Linked DNA regions of Mus musculus: regions 1 and 3 are each linked to region 2. The links are chromatin contacts, called in public Hi-C and HiChIP or PLAC-seq maps. All regions are on one chromosome and are shown on one strand. Each heading gives the region's core, a stretch centred on a gene start, on an enhancer-like site or on the middle of the called end of the contact. The rest is flanking DNA. Distances are from core to core; before and after follow the strand shown.

What was found. Hi-C and Micro-C count contacts between places; a contact is called where the count stands out from the background. HiChIP or PLAC-seq counts read pairs in DNA pulled down with a chosen protein or histone mark.
Region 1: a contact with region 2 is called in a FOXA1 HiChIP or PLAC-seq map of pancreatic cancer cells. The contact joins the promoter of Cdk1 here to the enhancer-like site in region 2. A contact is called at or near these places in 1 of 484 Hi-C or Micro-C datasets (muscle stem cells), 11 of 115 datasets of contacts at active chromatin or transcription factors (the SCID.adh cell line, embryonic stem cells, epiblast stem cells and 2 more) and 1 of 9 other capture datasets (adipose tissue).
Region 3: a Hi-C map of the N1E-115 cell line shows a contact between it and region 2, with 2.1 times the contacts expected there. The contact joins two enhancer-like sites. A contact is called at or near these places in 2 of 484 Hi-C or Micro-C datasets (the N1E-115 cell line and muscle stem cells) and 1 of 115 datasets of contacts at active chromatin or transcription factors (pancreatic cancer cells).

Annotation. Positions count from the first base shown.
Region 1 is chr10:69,351,095-69,354,392 of GRCm38.p6, forward strand. It overlaps Cdk1 (cyclin-dependent kinase 1), which reads right to left and starts at 1,818. Exons shown (of 8, transcript NM_007659.4): 1 at 1,742-1,818.
Region 2 is chr10:69,578,522-69,582,246 of GRCm38.p6, forward strand. All of the region lies in intron 1 of Ank3 (ankyrin 3, epithelial), which reads left to right. Among named protein-coding and RNA genes, the nearest start is that of Gm33464, 17 kb to the left of the region's middle. Within about 2 kb of position 1,255, at least 60 of the 459 cell types and tissues checked have an H3K27ac peak or open chromatin away from gene starts, as enhancers often do. A contact at or near this core is called in the N1E-115 cell line, the SCID.adh cell line, muscle stem cells and 1 more, where this site is marked.
Region 3 is chr10:69,785,591-69,789,060 of GRCm38.p6, forward strand. The region is part of intron 1 of Ank3 (ankyrin 3, epithelial); the gene reads left to right. Among named protein-coding and RNA genes, the nearest start is that of Gm33416, 79 kb to the right of the region's middle. Within about 2 kb of position 1,946, at least 23 of the 459 cell types and tissues checked have an H3K27ac peak or open chromatin away from gene starts, as enhancers often do. A contact at or near this core is called in the N1E-115 cell line and muscle stem cells, where this site is marked.

The DNA of each region.
Region 1 (3,298 bases), core at 568-3,067, 230 kb before region 2:
TGAGAGGAGAGAACCTCAGTTAAGAAAATGCTCCCATAGGATGGGGCTGGAGGCAAGTCTTTAGGTCAGTTTCTTAATTAGAGATTGATGGGGGCGGGCTCAGCCCGTTGTGGGTGGGGTCATCCGTGGGCATATAGGGTCCTGTGTTCTTAAAGCAGGCTGAGCAAGCTATGTGAAAGAAGGCAGGAAGCAGCCCCCTCCATGGCCTCCTGCCTCCAGGTTCCTGTCCAGACTTCCTCTGAGGCCGAACTGTGACGTGGAAGTACAAGACAACTAAACCCTTTCCTTCCCAAGTTCCTTTGCTTTGGTCATGGTGTTTCATCCCAACAACGCTAAGACAGTGTGTTTGCTAATCATGCTTTGAAAAATATCACGAACAAGGGAGAAACAATTTCTTGGCTCACAAAGAATGGTAGGAAAAAGGTGTGCCTTCTCCTTGAAAGCCCTCTGCCACGGGTGACAAGATCCTTATGAATGAGCATCAAGGAATGGCTGACCTCTCGTGAGCTGTTCCTTACAGATCTCTTTCCACAGTAAAATCAACTCCATGGGGTGTGGGGGCACAGCCAGGAATCCCAGCTCTTGGCACTGCACAAGGAGGCAGCGGCTCAACAGATAAAAATTCAGAAGGAAAATGTAAACCCGTCCAAGGGTCCTGCCAGGCATCCCACTGAACCCTGGGGATTCTCAGACACATAAGATTGACTCTCAACTATGGAGATTATGTTTAGGAAATTTCAACGCATCCCCCCCCAACCCCCTTTCTTCAATACAGAGACTTAATATAACTATAGAGCATTAAACGTTTCAACCACCTCTGCACAGACAGCAAAGAGTTAACATGTCTTGAAAGCTGGGCTTATTTCCTTCCAACATTTTCCAGTCTCCCGGGCCTGCTGTTAAAAGCTGCCCAGTGTATCCAAGTTGGGGGCAGGCGATGGTGGCCCGCACATCAGAACCTTCATCGGTATTTATGTTTTAAGACGATCAAGGACGCGAAGGCATCCGCGGTTCTCCCTCTCTCTCCTTCTTTGCCTGGGTACAGTCTGTGGCCTTAGCACAGGCAACTAAAAATAAACGATCCTACACTTTCTTGGTTCTGCACCTTGGTAGGAATAAGCTTTTTAAACGACCACGGGTCTGTTTCTCCGGCAGTACCGACTTAAGGCCTCCGAAGGCAGCTGGCCTGGTGCAGCCCAGCTCCACACTGGCAGCCAACAGGGCCTGGGACATAACTTGGCACCCCGCCCACACCCGGGCCCACTCCAGCGAGGCCCATCCAGTCTGCAGGAACCTGGAGCTCGCGTAGGGGCCTGCACGTCCGCAGGACCCGGGGCTCAAGTGAGCCTTGCCCTTCCATAAGGGACCGCTGGATCGGGTGAGCCCTGCCCCCCCCCCCCATAGGGATCCCAGGCTCCGGTGAGCCCTGCTCCTCCATAGTGTCCCCAGGCTCAGGTAGGCCATGCTCCTGCATAGGGGACCCTGGCCTCAGATGAGGACATGCTCATCCATAGGGTACCCCAGACCCCGGGCTCAGGGAGGCCATGCCCGACCATAAGGGATCCCGGACTTAGGTGAGGCCCTACCCGTCCACAGGAGACCAAGATCTCACGTGGAGGCCCTACCCGTCCACAAGGGATCCCCAGGCTCACATGGATGTCCTGCCCTTCCCCGGGGGAACCCCCAGATCCCGTGGAGCCCCCGCAGGCCCAGCCTGCACCCAGTCCGACTCACGCCATACCTCTCTGTCCCGGCTGGGGCCACACCGCAGTTCCGGACTGCGCGGACGCAGCAACTCCAGGAGCTTAGAGGCCGAGTGCCAGCAGTTTCAAACTCGCCGCGGTAAAGCTCCCGGGATCCGCCAATCCGATTGCACGTAGACGTTCAAAGGAGCCAATCAGAGCTGAGCTACGCTTGGGCGGGGCTGCCTGGGAGCGCAGAGCGCGAAAGGGAGCGGAAACCGCGGCCAGAGGAATTGCAGGAGGGCGGGCGCCAACTGACTCTTGAGCTCTGTTTTCCTTCCAATATCGTCCTGTTGTTTCTGGACAGTCTAATCTATTCTCTTTTTTCTCCAGCTACCTTTCTGTGTGTAATTTCCCTCCAAGACTAACACAATTCAAATGCATTGAATTTAGATAGCCAGCCACCAAAGTGACAGTACCACTACATCAAGAGCTTGTTATTAGCTGGGCGTGGTAGCACACACCTTTAGTCTCAGCTTTCGGGAGGCAAAGGCAGGGCAAATTTCTGAGTTCGAGGCCAGCCTGGTCTACAGAGTGAGTTCCAGGACAGCCAGGGCTACACATACAGAGAAACCCTGTCTCGAAAAACCAAAAAAAAAAAAAAAAAAAAAAAAGAGTTTCTTACTTTTATTTTGTTTTGTTTTGAGACAAGGTTTCTGGGTGTAATTTTGACTGACCTAGAACTTGCTCTGTAGACCAGGCTGGCCTTGAACTCACAGAGATCCTCCTGCCTCTGCCTCCAGAGTACTGGGGTTAAAGGCGTGTGCTGCCACCACCACCTGGCTATTGCTAACATTTAAAATTACTTTATGATTATGCCTTTCAAAATTCTATATTAAGCTGGGATAATATAAATAATATATAATATTAATATATAATATATTAGTTTACATATGTATGTGTGTATATATATGTGTGTGTGTGTGTATATATGTGTGTGTATATATATATATACATATATATATATATATATATCTGAGGATTGTGGCACACACCTTTAATATATGTATATATATAATATTAAGTTTCACTATGGAATTTTCAGACAATATTGGTCTGTGTTAATTCTTCTCATCCCTTCTCCCAGTAACCCTAGTCCCCGCACCTCGTAACTGCACGCCCCCAAGCCCATAGCCCTCTGTGTCCTATCACCATGTCCATGACTCTAATCCCCCCCCCCACTCGGGCAGCCTTTCCTTTCTAGTTGGAACCTTATATACACACTAACATATGAACATTACATGCTAGGATCCGCCTATGAGAAAGAACATGAAGTGTCTGTCTCTCTATGTCTGTGTCAGGTAACTTGATGTATTTTCCAGCTCTCCCGTGTTCCTGCAGATTATGTTTTTTTCAATGAGTTTTTAGCAGCCAGCAGAAGGATCACATTTAAAGTACCTTAAGAAGACAAGAGGATAGGAACCAATGAAACACTGAAAGACACCCTCAAAACTGAAAAGAAAAAATGCCAGCCTGTTTCTGTGATTATACACTTATGTATTCATTATGTATACAATGATAACACACTAAATGTTTTGACATATCTCCACATAAGA
Region 2 (3,725 bases), core at 5-2,504:
TTTTGTATCATTTTGGTTAGGAACGGAGGTGCTTTCAGAGTATACAAAAATGAACATGTGATTGGACATCATGGTTCTGGAAACAATGGTCTGAAGCACGTGGGTGGGATTCTGGGCTTTCACTTTAGCATCCAAGTGACCAAGGGACCCTGGACTCAATCTACCCTGGCATTTAAAACCGTATTTTTAATTCGGTCAATTGAGGACATGAAACAGGTAGTTCCAGCTTTCAGTTGGAGCAGACAGGCATAGATTTATAAGGTAATTAGCATTTGTTTTCTACTCTTCTTTGTAAAGACAACTGCTTTAGCAGTCACGTTATATCAGCAGCCTCTGTACCGATGTACTTACATGAAAGACATATGGACAGGACTACATATGCATATACCTGTGTGTGTATATACAAGTATTATATATGATATACTTGCTTATGTTATCACACATATCATATGTATATTACGTACATACATACACAAATGCATCACAAATGCTAACCAGGCATGGTAACTCAGGTTTATAATCCTAGCCCTTGCAAGTTTGAATGCAGGAGGATCACTACAAATTCCCTTTCATAGTTGAGATCCAGGTCGACCTGGCCTACCACGTGAGACCCTATCTAAAGAATGGATAATAATAACAGAACCATCAAGAACATGAATACCTTTGGTCAAAAAATAATTTGAGGGATAACAGTGGAATTGTTTCTTTTTTGTTTTATTTTGTTTTTTTGTTTTGTTTTGTTTTTTGAGACAGGGTTTCTCTGTATAGCCCTGGCTGTCCTGGAACTCACACTGTAGACCAGGCTAGCCTCGAACTCAGAAACTGTCTCTGCCTCCCAAGTGCTGGGATTAAAGATGTGCACCACCACCACTCTGGCTAATACTGGAATTGTTAAAGGTAATCTCTAGGGAGAAATTTGTGGTGTGGAGGGCAGAGGACACTTCCAATTGCCATGTCTACCATAAATATGCTTTTCAAAAAGAAAGAGCCTTTCTCATAGTGGTCTCTCTCTCTCTCTCATGTGGAGCTCAGTTCTTTCCCACCATTAAAATGGCTTTCTGGGACGTCCACTATTGCTGATATTAACTGGCGTTGTGATGAAGCTGGGTAAACGTCTCTCAGCCTCTTCACAGAGTCCGCCCTTCTTCCCACAATGCCTTCTTGTTTGCGGCTCTTGCGTGGGGGAGCGTGTTAGACAGAACTGTTTTGTCACAGCAATCTGGAGTAATCGCCCCTGACATTTTCATGAGTCACCGCAGAATCCAAAGAATGCCTGATGAAGCACACAACCAAAGGGACCCGATGTACAGAGGGAGAGTGTCAGGGAGTCTGTTTTTGTCGCCTGCGTTGGAATGGGTGCTGTCTTTTCAGGTTGCCTCTGGTTCTAATGTACTGGCAATGTGAAGAAGTCCTTCATCAGGGCCACATGTGACAGAACTGTGACAAGAACAAATGAAATATGCCCATTGTAGACTGAGGGAAATAAATTCAAAGCCCCTCTAATTTTTCTGCCACTGTGTGTGGGAGAGGATATTCGATTTCCTCAGAACTGTTCACTAAGGGTACTTTACATAAACAAGAGGATAGAGAATGCCTTTCGTCACATATTGTCCTGTAATAGCATTTCTGGTAGATTCTATACGGTTTGGGCCAGCTCACATGACATTTTATTTCCTCAACTTTCCAGATTCAAATATCCTTTCTTTATATAGTACCAGAAGGAGTTTAATTCATTTGGCCTGTTTCCCTTGACCCAACACCAGGCAGTCTGGCCTAGTTCCCCTTGATGCAGAGATAGAGATCTCCTGTCTGAAGAGAATAACTGAACTCACAGAATGTGCCCCCAGCTCAGCTTCTCTGGGCTCCACCACACCTCCTGTGATGTGGGCGTTGTATTTTTTTTTCCAGGTGGTAGGACAGTTAAATTTCTGTCCAGAGTCATGGCTTAAACATCAAGAACCAAAGTCTGTGGTCTAGTAGTGAAAACTCCTTTTGTGGTAACTGTTTGACAAAGCCTGGGTATATCTTTATCTCAGAGGTACGACAATTACAAAGGACAGAGCCAGGTTCTAACATCTTTGGTAATGGCGTTAGCTTGGGGCATGTAGTAGGGTTACATGTATTGTCTGTCTTCTTTCTGGCATGTGTGTTGATGGCTCAGCGGGTAAAAGCACTGATCATGCAAACACAAGAGTCTGAGTTCAAACCTCCCAGAATCCATGTAAGAGTTAACCACATAGTATTATTCATGTGCATACACACACATGCATACATACACACACATGCACACATGTGCACACATGTACAAGCACACACACACACACACACACACACACACACACACTAAAAGCAGGTTCACTCTACCCCAGTAGGTTTTCTCTCTGACTGGAAGAGTTTGTGCAGCAATTTCCCATAGTGCTTTTTTTTTTTTCAGCTCAGAGAAGAACGTCCATTGGTTTTTCTGAGATTTTTCTAACTCATAGCTGGGGTTATTAATATTGAGAATCTCAGTTGAAAATTTTATGTGGTTTCTGATGGAGAAGAATGTTTTTAAAATCTGTCTTGTTTCAGGATGATTGTTGGCAATGATAACAGAGTCGTCTCAGTTTTTTTTTTTTTTTTTTGACCAAACAAGGAGTTTTCTAGTTGCATATGTAAATATACATTAACTTAGACAGCCAATGCTGTCCATAATTTCTCATGCAAGGGTAGAGGCTTTGTCAAAGGAATTAATGTTAGACCAGATTACTACAGGGAAAATAAAGTATATAAGTTGTATTTTAATACTGAGTATCAACTTATTAATTCATGTGTTCATTGACAGCTTCATACATGTATGTAATGAATTTTAGTCATTTTTATCCTCATACCCTGTCTCACCCCTCCTTCCTCTTCCTGCCAAGCCAACACCCTCCCACTTCCATGTCTTTCTGTGCCCATCTCCCACACGTGCTTGCATGAATGTAGGTGAGAAGTTTTCTGCTGGATCATGAGAAACTTTTCAGTGGCTACACCACTGGGGAAACCACCCCACTCTGACCCCAGGCCCTACCAGTGGCTCCTCAGAGACTGGTGGGGCCCACCAGGTAGAGAGACTCCAAGTGTTTAAACCTGGACATGTGGAGGACATTGCACTATTTTTTAAAAATTGTACTACGTTACTTATTTTCATTTTGTGCATGCAGTACCCATGGAGGCCAGAAGGGGACAAATGGATCCCTTCAGAACTGACAGTCGTTAGTGGCCATGGGGGTGCTGGGAATTGAACTCAGGACCTCTGGAAGAATAGTCAGTGGTCTTAACCACTGAGCCATCTTTCCAGACCTGACATTTCACTTTCAAACCATAACTAAACTCTATCCATCCATCCATCCATCCATCCATCCATCCATCCATCCATCTATTTACATCAGGTCCAAGAATTTCATGCAATGAGTATCATATTCAGACTCCCACCCTCAATTCTTTCTAAGTTATTTCCCTCTTCCCTTCACTCCCAATTTTGTATTTCCAGTCCCACCATGTGCCACCAAATCAAGGTCAGTATTTGGTGTTCAAATATTATTGCAACCTTCCATTGTCTTGTGATCAACTCATCGGGCACTCCATTCCCAGAGAAAAGTAAGTGATAGCTCTTTTCCTAGCATCCAACAATTAATTGCCAATAACTCCTTTTTTCAGCCACAAGCATAAGACTTTATTCAGCCAGCCATGTTTATGGTTCC
Region 3 (3,470 bases), core at 696-3,195, 210 kb after region 2:
AGTGTTAACTAATTGAGTTATCAGGTTTCGTATTTGGCCTCAGAGAATGGCCGTGGAAGAGCCAGAGGGCTTCCCAGAAGAAGTAAGCATTTAACTGCTTCTAAATTAGTGGGGTTTCCCCCCCTTATGCAACTGTTGCTTTTTAATGATTGTATCCTTAAATATATGCATGTATGTTACTGGGGAGGGGAGAGATGGATCTGTTGCTAAAGGCGTGAGCTCAGGACACGTAAGACGTCCTTTCTATGTTGCTGGGATCTGGACTGGAGGTATGTTTTGCCTGTGATGGAATGTGGAGTGTGTCCTGGAGCGACCCGGCTTACGAGGATGCTGCTTAATAAGATGGAAGTAGATGGTGTGTGGCTGGGGACAGGGGAAAAGCTGGTGAAGGAGAAAGCGTGAGAAGTTTCCTTGAGCCACACATCTCTCAAAATAAATCCTAAGGCATGCGACACAGCTTTTGTGGCATGACAGTAAGGGGGACTGTGAAACTTCTCACAGTTGGGGGAAGATAAAAGTTTAGTTTGGAAACTCAAAATAAACGCATGACGAGGTTATCACTAAAGGCTGGAAACGTATGTTATCTCCAATCTGGTTGACAAACACCTTATATGTAAGTGTCATCGTCGACTGACTTTCAAGAGTGGACTTAAATAAGCCATTATCTCCTTACAGGATCCTACTCTGAAAAGGTAGAGGAGGTGGGTGTTTGGTTTATGCAACTAAAACTTTGAGGTATTTGCTTCTAGGCAATGTATAGGACTGCTAAGATGGCCATGCCGGGAAGGGCTGTGCGTGATTGCGTGATGTTCTGCGTCTACCTCTGCCCTTCAGTCAGTATAGCTTGCTCAAGAACACCTGTGCTTCCAACAGAGGGGGGTGTGCTTTACTCTGAGCATATCAGATCCTGGGCACAGAGTGAACATGTCGGTTATAACGACTATAACAGAGACACTATAAAAAAACAAGAACATGGCTACTCATTCAGGAAGTCAGGCGTGCTGATGGTGTGAGAAAGGAACTGTCATTCCTCAGTCAAAAAAAAAAAAAAAAAGGCAATCTAGAGAATTCTGCTATGGTTGTAAGTAGATTCAGGTGTCATCTTGGTACACTTCAAGACTGAGTTCTCTTAGCTGCAGTACTGACCCTCGGTGACCTTTGGGAAGTGTAACTACATTACAGCTAATGGATGGAATTTTAACCTCTGAGGGCCTCGCCGCCAACATTCCGTGTGCCTCAGACAAAGGCCTTTTCAAAGGAAGCTTTGAAATTCGCAATATAGCTGTACACATTGTAATGTGCTAGGGACAGGAACGTACTGACAAGCATTCTAAAAAAAAACAAAAAACAAAAAACAAAAAAACCCTGTGTCACCCTAAAAGTAATCAACTTACTCACCAAGAATTATGAGCTATATTGTCGAACTCAGGTGTGTGTTCTGCTGCGCGGCTTACAGACAGAAAGCCTTACAGACAGAATCAGAAGTTACTTAGCCCTGACTTCGAGAAATACTAAATGCTCCAAATTGTTAGAGCTGAGCACAGATAGATCGAGTGCTAAAGAACAAGCCTGAAAAACACTGCTCTTTTACGAACTAATGGACTTGAAATTAAAAATATCTGAGACCTAAGAGAAATGCCAGGTCCAAGTGAGCATTTCCGTTCTGTTTCATGTCAGACTATATCAGCTCAGTGGTGAAAGCACTCGACCCCAGCCCATATGCGCAGAATTTTCTGTTTTGGTAGGCAAGCTGTTTAAAAAAAAAAAAAAAGTATAATAAAATGACAGGCTGGATTTGAAGTTCCCATGCCCTGAGCGGTGTCTCTGGAAGGGTACTGACCCGACACAGATCACAGAGAAGTCCTGTCACAACAGGGCACAGATGATGCTGGACCCAGCTCTGCTGGAAAATGAGAAGGAATTCTTCCTCTCCCGGCTTCCTGCCTGATGTGAATGGAAGTGCGATCCGTTTGCCTGCGTGAGCTTCTCTATGGAGACGGTCCTTGCTAAGAGGGTATAGTAGATAATTAGACTTCTTCGTAAAGTGTTTGCTGCAGGGCTCGCCGATGATAATGTTCAGTGTGTGGCCTCCACTGTGGTGGGGAGAGGTCTTCCTACAACAGTATGGGGTTTCTGTTGGGGAGCTACTGAGAGTGATTTCATAACCTGTTTATTGAGACATTAGCAGCACGGGCGTAGATAGATGCACCTTAACTAACGTTAGAAACAGCCTCTCCCCGTCTGCTTTTAATCAAGTCTGTGTGGAAGAATTAGCTTTGATGTCAACAACTGCTGGAAAGTTAAGTCTTAAACTTGAGCCCTCGGATAAGGCTCAAGAATAAACGTACTGCAATAAAAGGAATTCCAAGTGTAAATCGCTTGTAGTGTGGAGTCTCGGAGCTGCAGCTGGTAAAAAAAAAAAAAAAAAAAAAATCTTTTAGAAATTCTCTCAAAACCCTAGGGAAGTACAAGTACTGTACAGTATCAAAAGGAAGCTTGTATAATTATTTGGTTTTATGTCTTTCGACTCTGATCTCTTCTGTTTTGTGTCTGGTTTTTCACTCATCCATAGAATAATAATTGCATGTTCAGCTGGTGACAGGATCTCTCGTTTTCTTGTTAATGATTTTTATTTCGGAAAACAGACTAGTAGGATGGTGCATGTAGTCCTGTAAGATCTTCAAGGACCCTCCTTGATCCATTTCAAGGAAGGCACCTAAAACTTGTCTTTTGCTGCTGAGACTAGAGTTTCTTGTTTTGAGATGAAAGTATTTAGTGACATAGTGACCCAAACATTTATTTATCATAAAATAAGTTTATTTTGATGATGGTATGATAGTGCTATAGATTTGCTTCAAAATGCTTAATTTGCTTAATAAAAATGAAATTAAACTAATATTTATAAACCAAAAGAAACTGAAAACAACTTGGTTTTTAACCTTCTCTATGCTTTTTTAAAAAAGATGTTTGGTCATAAGGCAAAAGATACACTTGCAATCTTTTTATTCTAATGCAAAATATTTGTATTTATATTTTCTTCATACTAGCAAGAGCTGGAAATCAACATTAAAGTGTGCCACCCCATTAGAGTGTGGATAAACAGATGTCAGGAGATTATGTAACATCAATTTCAATGTTTATCAAGCAAATATCTACAGCAAGCAAGGAAACATACAAATTTGTAGCGAATAAATCCCTTTAGGGGTCTGTTTACACTTGTGGTAGCATTCATTTTGGGAAAATAATTTTGGGTTGTTGGTACTGTGGTGATTTTTTGTTTTCTTGTTTGCTTGTTTCGTTTCTCCTTTAGCCAAGGGATATGTGACTTTTGACAAGTGCCAATCAGTAGCGTTAAAGCCACTTTGCAAAATCGGGATATGCTTTCAAATTCAGTTCAGAATTTTAGAATGTTTTGCACCTTGTACTCATTATTCTAGTATCTTACCAATTCAATTCACGTGTTTCTATAC